2 separate regions of the Mus musculus genome follow, and region 1 is linked to region 2. The links are chromatin contacts, called in public Hi-C maps. All regions are on one chromosome and are shown on one strand. The core of a region is the stretch at or near the end of the contact, and the rest is flanking DNA. Distances in the headings are between cores, read along the strand shown.

The links. A called contact is a pair of places that touch in the nucleus more often than the background predicts.
Region 1: a Hi-C map of uterus shows a contact between it and region 2, with 4 times the contacts expected there. A contact is called at or near these places in 8 of 484 Hi-C or Micro-C datasets (cardiomyocytes, ganglionic eminence, nephron progenitors and 4 more), 1 of 130 datasets of targeted methods (embryonic stem cells) and 1 of 9 other capture datasets (embryonic stem cells).

Annotation. Positions count from the first base shown.
Region 1 is chr19:23,956,929-23,961,979 of GRCm38.p6, reverse strand. No RefSeq gene overlaps it. Among named protein-coding and RNA genes, the nearest start is that of Gm34076, 42 kb to the right of the region's middle.
Region 2 is chr19:23,350,275-23,355,861 of GRCm38.p6, reverse strand. It overlaps Mamdc2 (MAM domain containing 2), which reads left to right. Exons shown (of 14, transcript NM_174857.3): 8 at 2,415-2,558; 9 at 4,998-5,263. Among named protein-coding and RNA genes, the nearest start is that of Gm41821, 53 kb to the right of the region's middle.

The DNA of each region.
Region 1 (5,051 bases), core at 675-3,174, 610 kb before region 2:
ATGTGGGCAGGGTTGCTGGGAAGCCCTCCAAGGGTCTGTGTTCCAGCTTGATAACTTTCTTTCGCTGCTTGATTTACCTTTTCATGAAAGTATCTCGAAAGGCAAAACAATCGAAGGGGGAGGGGCTTTCTTCCTTGCCACGCCCTCACCTGCTTTGGAAGGATAAACCAAAGGATCATCAGATGACTAGAGAATTGAGGACAATAAAAACACTGCGTGCTTGCCTTCATCTGGAGTACTGTAGCATTTTGCTGTCTGCCACCAGGTGGCGGCAGAGTACCACAGTTTGACCCAACGACCCAGGGTGGGGATGCGGGGGAGACATAACAGGACCCAGTGACAGGGAAATGCCTGATCTACCCGAAGCTCCTGCTGTCACTCATAACACATTTTTTTTTAAGTGAGAAATGAAATAGAAAACAGGTTTCATCCTATGCCTTCCTAGGTGGACCCCATGATCTAACTGTTCCAGGCCCTCTGTGCTTTTCACGGCAGAAAACACCCTGGTCCCATCTCCCGACTCACTTCTTCAAATTTACCTGCATTTGGGAGCTCCCAGATAGAGACTTTACCTTATCAGTTTTGTTAATTTAGACAATTGCCAAAGTTGTCCATCAGGCCCTGATGTGTGTAAGTCTATGGTGTAAATTGCTGAGAGTCCTTAGCGATGTGGGCATGCTACTGCACACACACACACACACACACACACACACACACACACACACACACACCAGGGGCTGGGACCCACCCGATGCGGAGTGCAGGAGGCATTGTGTCCTGATGATGCTGTACCTTTGTTACCAGCGATTTGCTTTGATTGTGTGTGTGTGTGTGTGTGTGTGTGTGTGTGTGTGTGTGTGTATGTCAGAGGTCAGAGATTGATAGTCACTCATAGGCTGTACTGGCTGGACATCGGGTCCCTCAGGAGCCTGTTGTGTCTCCTTACTGCTCTGCTGGGTTTACAGGCCTGCCCTGCCATACTGTCACCCTGGGGCTTTTAATGGGCCCTGAGGATAGGACCCAGGTGCTCAGGCCTGCAATGCAAGTCCTTTATTAGATGAGCCATCTCTCGTGTTCATGAATCAATTTTTAGTAATAATTGTATCCAACATTGTTTCCTGCAGGGGATTCAGAGCTGGGTGCCACACACCATGGGCTTGGGCTGTCCCCACGGGAGATTACACACCCAACCCTCTGGTGAAGCCACCAGGACACAGTAAAGGGCTGTGGTCATTTTTTTAAAGACCAGTGTCCCTCTGGAGTCAGTGAGGTGGTGACATTCCACAGCTCTTTTCCTTCCGTGTTCTCTTCACTAGGAACCAGGGCTAGCTTGGGGGCATGGGAAGGAAGCTGCCTCTCTCGCTGACTGGGAGATGAATGTATTCCCTTCAGCTTCTCTGGTGGAATGGTCTGTACAATTCTCCTAGGGACTCAGACCTGCAGGCAGCTGCATTCAGTCTGGGCCCTTTTAATTAGCAGTTCAGCGTCCTTGGCCCACTGCCCTCTGGAGGATCCAAGCCTGTTTCCTTAACAACAACAACAACAATGGGAGGAGGAGGAGGAGGAGGAGGAGGAGGAGGAGGAGGAGGAGGAGGTTGCTGTGGCTGCTGTGGGGTCCCAGGTCTGTCAGATGGGAAAGGGTGGAGTGTGTGACCAGTGAGGGGCTCATCTTTGCAGAAGCAGGCGTTGTTCTTTCCAGCTTCAGGTTCTTGGAAGCAGACTTCGTGTGGGGAAGGTCCTGTATCTGCTGATGCCCTATAGCACGGACCAAATTCCTTTTACAAATGTTAGGAGCTGGGCAATGGTAGACGGTATGGAAGGATGCCAGGTCAAAGCTATTTAGCGGGTATCAAGGAGCATAGCGTGCTTGGGCTGGCTGCCTCTGGCTTCTTCTATTCCCTCCTGTGCCTGGGTTCCTCTGGCGGGTGTGTGGGAGTGAGGCACTCCCTATGGCTCAGCCAAGTGCCCCTGTACTGGCCAGGAAGAGACCTGTGTGAGGTGTGACCTCTGGCCCCAGCAGGGCTGGCTGCCCGAAAGAAAAGCTGAGGCCATGAGGAGAGAGTGGCATGGAGCTAACCACTGTGCCCACCCCTTCTGTGGTAGGAAACTGCAGGAGGGGTTTGCTGTAGTACACCTGGCCCGACACTCAGCAGCTGAGGGGTGTGTGTGTGTGTGTGTGTGTACACATGTGTGCATGCTGATGGCCATGCAGCCTGTCAGCCAGCCACAGTGGGCATGCACTGCCATTCTCCTGACATTACACAGCCCTGATTCTGATTAGCTTCCCAAATCTCATTTGCTCTTCTGTGCCCAATCTGAACTTGGGAGTCACAAGGGGAGAATTCTAGGAAACAATAGTCTAAATTTTAAGTCGACTCGGGGAATTCTACTGCATTCTTTTTATGCTGCCGTGTGTGTGTGTGTGTGTGTGTGTGTGTGTGTGTGTGTGTGTGTGTGTGTGTGAGTTACTCAATTACTCACCAGGCTGTTCCAGGGCTTATGTCTTTGGATTGTATGGTCTCCACTAAATGACTTGACAGACTCCTGGGTAGTCTATAAGCAGGGTCACTGTACTGCAACCAGCCTGACACTAGGGCTCCAGGATCTGAGCCTGCTCTTAGCCTCTGGGTTTGCCGAGTGGAGTCCCAGCCCTGACTCTGCCTGCAGTTGTAGTGTCCTCATCTGGAATGATCCTGTGGGTAGGGGAGGTCTATAAAACTCCTGACTCCTGCAGCTGCCCACCGGGAATCAGGAGCAGTTGTGACTTTTCTCTCCTTATTCCACCAGAGGGAGTCATATCTAGTGTTTGGTTTCTGAAGCCTGGGGTTTCCTTGAGAGAAAGCAAAGGAGGTGCTGGGGAGAGTTGAACACACACGCTGAAGCAATTAGCAATTAGAGATGTGTGCTTACAGTTCCTAGGTCACCTCCATCTGCCAAAGCCACCCTTTGCCTGCCAAGCTCACTGCGGTCACCGGAGTCAAGCGCTGTAGGGAGAGGCTGGCTTCCTGGCCCTCGTGTGTGCTACTCTGTCAATGTGGGACACCAAGAGTCCCCTCTCCAGTCTCAGAAAGGCCCTTTCTAACGAATCTCCATAAAATAACAACCACCAAATTTACTCCATGCTAAATGAAGAGGTTTTAAGTTGTGGTAGAAGATATGGAAACATAAAATGTTTACCACTTTAACCACTGGAAATTTAAAGTTGAGTGAAATACATTAAACATAATTTGCATTGCTGCATGTTGAACTTCATTCAGGACCTCCCATGGGCAAGATCAGTCTGCCGCTGAGCTGACTACCTGGCCCGAGCTGCTGTGTGTGCGTGTGCTTGTATGTGTTCCAGTGTTAAATGTATGGGTGGGCATGCACACATGGAGACGTGTGGAGGCCAGGGGTCGTATCAGCAAGTGTTCCCCTCAATTACTCTGCAGCTTATTTTTTGAGACAGGGCTCCTCAATGACCCTAGAGCTCATAGATTCAGCTAGACTGCTAGCCAACAAGCCCGAGGGATCCTCTCTCTTCACATCCCCAATGCTGGAAATAGACTTTTTACCTAGTGCCAGGGACAGAACCCAGGTCCATTATGCTTATGTGGCAAGCACCTTATTGGCTAAGTCTTCTCCCTCAGCCACCTTAGTTGTTTTTAAGTGAGAGGTTTAGTAACCAATGTAAAATACACAATTAACCCTCAGGGCTCACACAGTCTGCAGAGTCTTTAAAGAAGGGATCACTTCGTATCAGGGGACCGAAACCCTAGGAGTGCATTTGCATTCAACATTGGAGGAAGGTTATGTTTTCTGCGTGCCTTAACGTCTTGTTCATTAACAAAATTAACCAACCACTTTGCTTCCTATAGGTGATGTGTTTATAAAAAAAAGATAAAGAGAAGGGGGATTTGTTCTATGGGGGGGTGGTGGTGAGGTATGGGGCAAGCAGGGTGTCTCAACGGGCTCATGCCAAGGCATCCCTTCCCCCTGGGGGACCAGTCACAGGACAGTAGAGTATAGTATAGAATAGAGTTTATTCAGGGCGTGGGAAGGAGAGTTAAGAGGGCAGCAGAGGCAGAGAGCAAGAGTAGAGGAGTAGAGGGCCCCCATGAGCACGTGGAGAGAGGGGGGAGGGGGAGGGGACAGAGGAGGGAGCAAGAAGGCAAGAGACAAAGAGGGCAAGAGACCAAGAGAGGGAGGAGTGGGGCAAGCAGCCCCTTTGATAGTGGGTCAGGCCCACTTGACTGTTGCCAGGTAACTGTGGGGAGGCGCATACCTGGCTATTGCCAGTTAACTGTGGGGTGGAGTTTAGACAGAATGCTAATAATAGGTCCTCCTGCGCTAACAGTTTTTTGACGTCCCTTTCAGCTGCAAACATTGTTAGTACTAGACACACAGGCCTCACAAGATGAACGCGCTCAATGAGGTCAAGTGACCGAAGAGCAGATAAAGTAGGACTTTTAGAAGAGTAAACCTGGACACTATGCCCCTCCTTAGATTTGGGAACAAAACACCCATGGAAGGAGTTACAGAGACGGAGTTTGGAGCTGAGATGAAAGGATGGACCATGTAGAGACTGCCATAGCCAGGGATCCACCCCATAATCAGCATCCAAACGCTGACACCATTGCATACACTAGCAAGATTTTATTGAAAGGACGCAGATGTAGCTGTCTCTTGTGAGACTATGCCGGGGCCCAGCAAACACAGAAGTGGATGCTCACAGTCAGCTAATGGATGGATCATAGGGCTCCCAATGGAGGAGCTAGAGAAAGTAGCCAAGGAGCTAAAGGGATCTGCAACCCTATAGGTGGAACAACATTATGAGCTAACCAGTACCCCGGAGCTCTTGACTCTAGCTGCATATATATCAAAAGATGGCCTAGTCGGCCATCACTGGAAAGAGAGGCCCATTGGACTTGCAAACTTTATATGCCCCAGTACAGGGGAATACCAGGGCCAAAAAGGGGGAGTGGGTGGGCAGGGGAGTGGGGGTGGGTGGATATGGGGGACTTTTGGTATAGCATTGGAAATGTAAATGAGTTAAATACCTAATAAAAAAT
Region 2 (5,587 bases), core at 3,057-5,556:
AAAGTTGTGTTTTATTAGGGCAGTTTGAGGTTCAGCCAAATGGTCAGAAGTCACAGCAGTAACACATATAATCTTTCCCCCCATACATATTACTATCACTCAGACTCCAGAGTTTCCATTAAAGGTCACTGATGGTATTGCATGTTCTATAGGAGTGAACACATTTGTACTGACACATGCCCACCATTACAGTGGAATACAGGTTCACCCTCCCCCCACCCCTGCCCTTGCAACCACTGGCCTTTTTCTTGTCTCCCTGATTTTGCCTTTCCCATCATGCCTTATGGTTGTGGAGTCATGCAGTAGGCAGTGTTCTCATACTGGCTCCCTTCACTGAGCAGAATTTATGCAGTATTGCAGATTTCTGTTTCCTCCCGGTTATTTTGTGGCTCCATAGATCATTTCTTTTTAAGCACTGAGTAATATTTCATTATCAAAATAAATACACCACAGCTCACATGCCTTTTCACCAACTGAAGACCACCAATGGTCGAGTCTCCATTTCAGCTACTCTGAATAAAGCTGCTATAAATTTTTGAATTCCAGTACTACTGCCCCCTCTAGAGACCTAAAAAGGGGGTTAAGATTCTCTTGCAGCCACTTAGGGGTGTTTCTCTAAGGTTCGTGAGTGATTTTGCTGACCTGATCATCAGTGTATGCCAGGTATTTAAGAGTACCTCGCCATCTTCTAAGCTACGCAGCTGGCTGTACATTTTGACTTTTTCATGTTTTTCATTATTAGGTAGGAGGAGGTTGGCTAAGAATTGAAATAGTGGAGTTTCTTCTGCTCTCCATTGTCAGTGGGGAAATGCTGAAGAGTCCTGGTGTGTGTGACATCATATTAATTTTTCTCAGGCTTTGTCTCCTTGGACATAACAATATACCCTCGTTCTGGCAGAAATGGGCGGAGCAGCATGTGGGTGACTCACCAGGCTTAGAGCACTGCAGTCCTTATTTCCTTCTCCACTAGCAAGCTTGGGCTTGTGACTGACATGCGACCATGTTCCAGTTACATGGGAACGGTTTCTTCTTATTCTCTTTCTATAACGCACGGTTAGTCACTACCAAAAGGAGAGAGGGAGAGAGAGAGATTATGGAACTTCTTTTCAAACTCAGATAAAATTTGCTAGAATATGGGATTTCGGTGAGGAACTCCCTAGACTCTTTTCTCAGATCTACAACAGTGATAGCATTAGGCAGGGCCAGCATTTGTCTTACCAGACCTTGAAGAACACTGTTCTCCTTTGTTGCAATATGTATCTGCCGTGTAACTATGGAATAATTAGTAAGTTTGGGACATTTAATGTTGATACAATGTTATAAGTTAGTTCACAAAGCATACAACTGTTCCCCGACTGGTTTTCTAAAGCTATATGTTTTTCTGGGTCAAAACTAAATCTTGGGTTCCTTGTACCATTTGGTTGAATGATTCTTTTGGCCATTTCCCCTGACTGTGTTCTTCTGCCCACGTGAGTACTTTCTTGGTTTGAAAATTAACTGAGAACATAGCCTTGACCTAACGGCCCCTGAGTTGCCAGCTGGCTGTCCCCAGAATGAAAGTTTCTGCAGAAAGGACTTTCCAGATATACAAAACAACACGCTTTATCGCTCTAGCCCTAAAATGTCCCAGCTGTGTCTCTCACCAATCAGACTAGGCTCATACTGAGCATCCCAATCTGCTGTGGTTACATCCCCTCTAACTCCAGAGGGCAACGTAAGCTATGAGGCTTCTAAGTCCTGCGTTAATAGGATCAACCATTATTCCCAAGGGAGCAGGAGGACTCTTCCATACTCCATCCCGTCTGGGCAGTCTGGGCCAAAGGGACACTTGTGGGCCATTGTGAAGGATAACAGGACTCAGCAAAGCCCAAACAGCAACGCCCCCTGAAAAGCCCAGGGTGACTTCTGAACTCTGTGGTTTCTGGGAAGGGCTGTTTTTCCTCAAGAGCAGCAGTTCCTACAGCGAATGGCAATCATAACTGCTCTGATGCTGGGACTAGTCAACAATGGGGAATTATCTCTGGAAAATACTAGTTCTAAAACACATCTTAGAACTTAAGAGCCTCTTTTTTAAAAAAAATCCTCTCCTTTTTCTGTCTTTTAAATGTTGTAGGGGTCGATTTGAAAGTTGTGAGTAAATGTTCACAGCCTTTGCGTTCTCAAAGGAAATCCCTAGTATTTGTTTATTTTTGTAGATAATGTGATCAGAGCTGCCTGCTGCCCTCCTTTTAGAGAAGAAAAGAACAATTTTCCTGTCATGTCAAAACACTGTTTTGATGATAAAGCTGTCAGCCTGTTTTGCTGTGTATCTCTCCCTCAGTCTCCCTGGCACAAATGTAGCCATATCTGTCCAGTGTTTGATGGAGTCCTCTGAGAATCCGGGCTGACTGTAACTTTGGTTCTCATTTGTCCAGGGCTTCCTTTCAGTGCTGTGGAAACCAGCTGCGATTTTGAGATAGGCCTCTGCAACTTTTATCAAGACAAAGAGGGTCCGGGTTGGACCAGAGTAAGAGTAAAAGCAAACATGTATCGGGCCGGAGACCACACGACAGGAACAGGTTGGTCAGTGGGGCCTGGCAGGCCCCACATCCTGGGTTTGCTCTCCCATACCAATTGCAAGCCTCATTTCAGAGAAAGATAAGAAAAGAGGAAGAACAAAGAAGTAACGATTGGCGATGCTTGGCCATTTTTAAAAGTTGTAATTCAAGATACTGTGCTACCCAAAGCATTTGCAGTTCATTAAGTAGAGAAATCTTTGGAAACTGTTTTGCTCTTCATTTCAGAAAAAAAATCCACTTGGATTCCATTTGCATTTCAATGAGCAAAGGAAATGATAGATAAACATATAGACAAATGAACATAATCGTAAGCATAGCAGGGGGTGGAGTGGGGCGAGGGGTAGGGTGGGGGCACCTGTCCTCTTCTCTTGTACTTTCTGTAGCTGGGGCTGAAAATTAAACAGACAAGAAGCAGACTACCAAGAGAAAACTGTAGCATTCCAACAACATATTTTTATATGCACATGGGAGCCTTCACAGGAAAATAGAAAATGAAAACTAGAAATATACATAGGCCTGAAAGCTTATGTATCATTTTTAACAAAGAATGGTAAAGTTGTGGAAAGAAGCAAGACCAAGGAAAGGGAGAGAGAGTCAACTGTGAGGTGGTGACTGGGAAACCTATGGAGCAAACTAATGAAAAGCAAGGGCTTCATAGGAGGTTTGTTTGTACAGATCCATTTCAGCGTAGTCTCAGGCTCTACAACACCGGCATCCTGGACAGGATGTGGCCCAGGCTCATAGGAACTTTGATGGCCTGCTTTAGATAGAAAGTGAGTGGGCACAGAGCCCTTCCTGCCTCTACTGTCCTCCAGTGCCTTCAGCTCAAAATCATCAAGGTGCCAGAGCAGCATATTTGGGGTGATCTGTTCTGATGGCCTTCGGTGCTCTGAGAGAGAATAGTGGAAGGACATTTTAGCTAGGGATTTAAGAGTAGTCTCTACAATGGAAGCTACAGAGGACAAGCATCTATGAGGTCTCTCAGTGTAGAGACGGGTGGCCAGTCCAACTGGCAGTCTGCCCGTAGAGAGAGGAACGGTGTGGAAGATGGAGAGGATAGCAGACGGTGGATTTGAAAGAGCAGAGGAAGCACTGGGGGTTATTAGAAAGGCAGTAAGAAGCCACTGAAAGGCTGTAAGCAAGAAACAGAAAGATGATATTCAGGTTACAAAAAAAAAAAAAAAAAAAAAAAAGTCTGGCTGTCTTGTGGCCACCCATATTTGTCCATTGCATTCACAAAGTACCGCAGACTGGGGCTTACACAACAGCTGCTTTTCGTCATGTCATGAGGCTGGAAGGCTGGAATCCAGGGCCTGGTGAGGCTTTCCTGGGAGTCTGGCTTGCGGGCGTAGTCCTATCACTGTCCGCACATGCCCTGCCCGTGTGTGGGAGAGATCAAGCCCCCTGACTCTCCTTACACGGATGAGTTTGGGTTGTTTTGTTTTGTTTTTAATTCTTAAAGCAAACACTGACAGGCCATGAAGAGAACTCCCCGAGAACAGATGAGAAAAGAGAGAAACTGTCGTGTGCTGCCTGACTTCGCATACGTGGATCCGCTTTAGCTTGACCGTGTGGGTGTGATTGGTAGTAAGGGGACCGTTGCTGCTAGAAATTCCAATCTGTTTTTTAGAACTAAGAAACAAGGAAATTGAACCCAGCCGCAGCATCTGGGAGCATCAGCGCCCAACCGGTCAGAAACATGATTTTTCAGGGACGGGTTTAATATGTAGGTATACCAAAAGAACAGTGTGTTCTGCCCAGAACTCTCCCGTGGTGCCAGGCCAGCCTGCCTTCCCTCCTCCTGACTGGCCACTGCAGATAGAGCAGGGGAAGTGAACTCTTTGATTGACACTGACTATGACCCAGCAGGAGACATCCAGTAGTTCCAAGCTCATTCATTCTTTTTTGTGTGATTAAAAAAAAAAAAAAAGAGTATAGTTCCTACTTAATGACATGAATCTGAGTCTGTACACTATAAGATCTACACTGCTTTATGACAGCCACTTGAATTTCTAAGAGGTTTAATTTGCTATCCAGGTCTAAGGACATTGTATAGATTTTTTTTTTGTCACTTAAACCACAGACGTTAGAAAGCCTCTATTAAGGTTTAAAACCTATGGAAGTAGTCTTGAGGGAACACCCCATTGCCTTAACTGGTTTCCACCTGGCTGTATGAGCTCATTCTACATTGGTGTTGCACTAAGTCAGTGGTTCTCAGTCTCCCTGATACTGTGACCCTCTAATACAGCTCCTTATGTTGTAGGGACCCCCCCCAACCATAAAATTATTTCACTGCTACTTCATAACTGTAATTTGGCTACTCTTATGAATCATCATGTAAATGTCTGATATGCTGGATGTCTGGTATGTGACTCCCGAACGGGTTGGGATTCCCCCAGGTTGAGAACCACAGCACTAAGTGGTTTGTTTTCCTCACAGGGCACTACCTGCTGGCCAACACTAAGTTTACATCCCAGCCTGGCTACATCGGAAGACTTTATGGTCCCTCTCTCCCTGGAAACATGCAGTACTGTGTGCGCTTTCATTACGCCATCTTTGGGTTTTTGAAAATGAGTGACACCCTAGCCGTTTATATCTTTGAAGAAAACCATGTGGTTCAAGAGAAGATCTGGTCTGTGCTCGAGTCCCCGAGGGGTGTTTGGATGCAAGCGGAAATCAGTTTCAAGAAGCCTATGCCCACAAAGGTACAGTAGAACCTGCACTACCTGTGTCCATTTTAGTTGCTAGATGTGGGTAATGATTTCTGGTTAGCTGATGGTGTATTTATCCTTCTGTTCGGATCAACCTGCATTTGACACGTATCACCCACCCCCAGACAGGTGCATGTTAAGCCTTCAATCCCTTTGCATTTTCTGAATTATATCTACCTATTTCCCTCCCCTTCCCCCTCTCTTTCTCTCCTCATTCCCTCATCCTTCATCTACTCTCTCTCTCTTTCTCTCTCTTTCTCTCTCTCTCTCTCTCTCTCTCTCTCTCTCTCTCTCTCTCTCTCACACACACACACACAC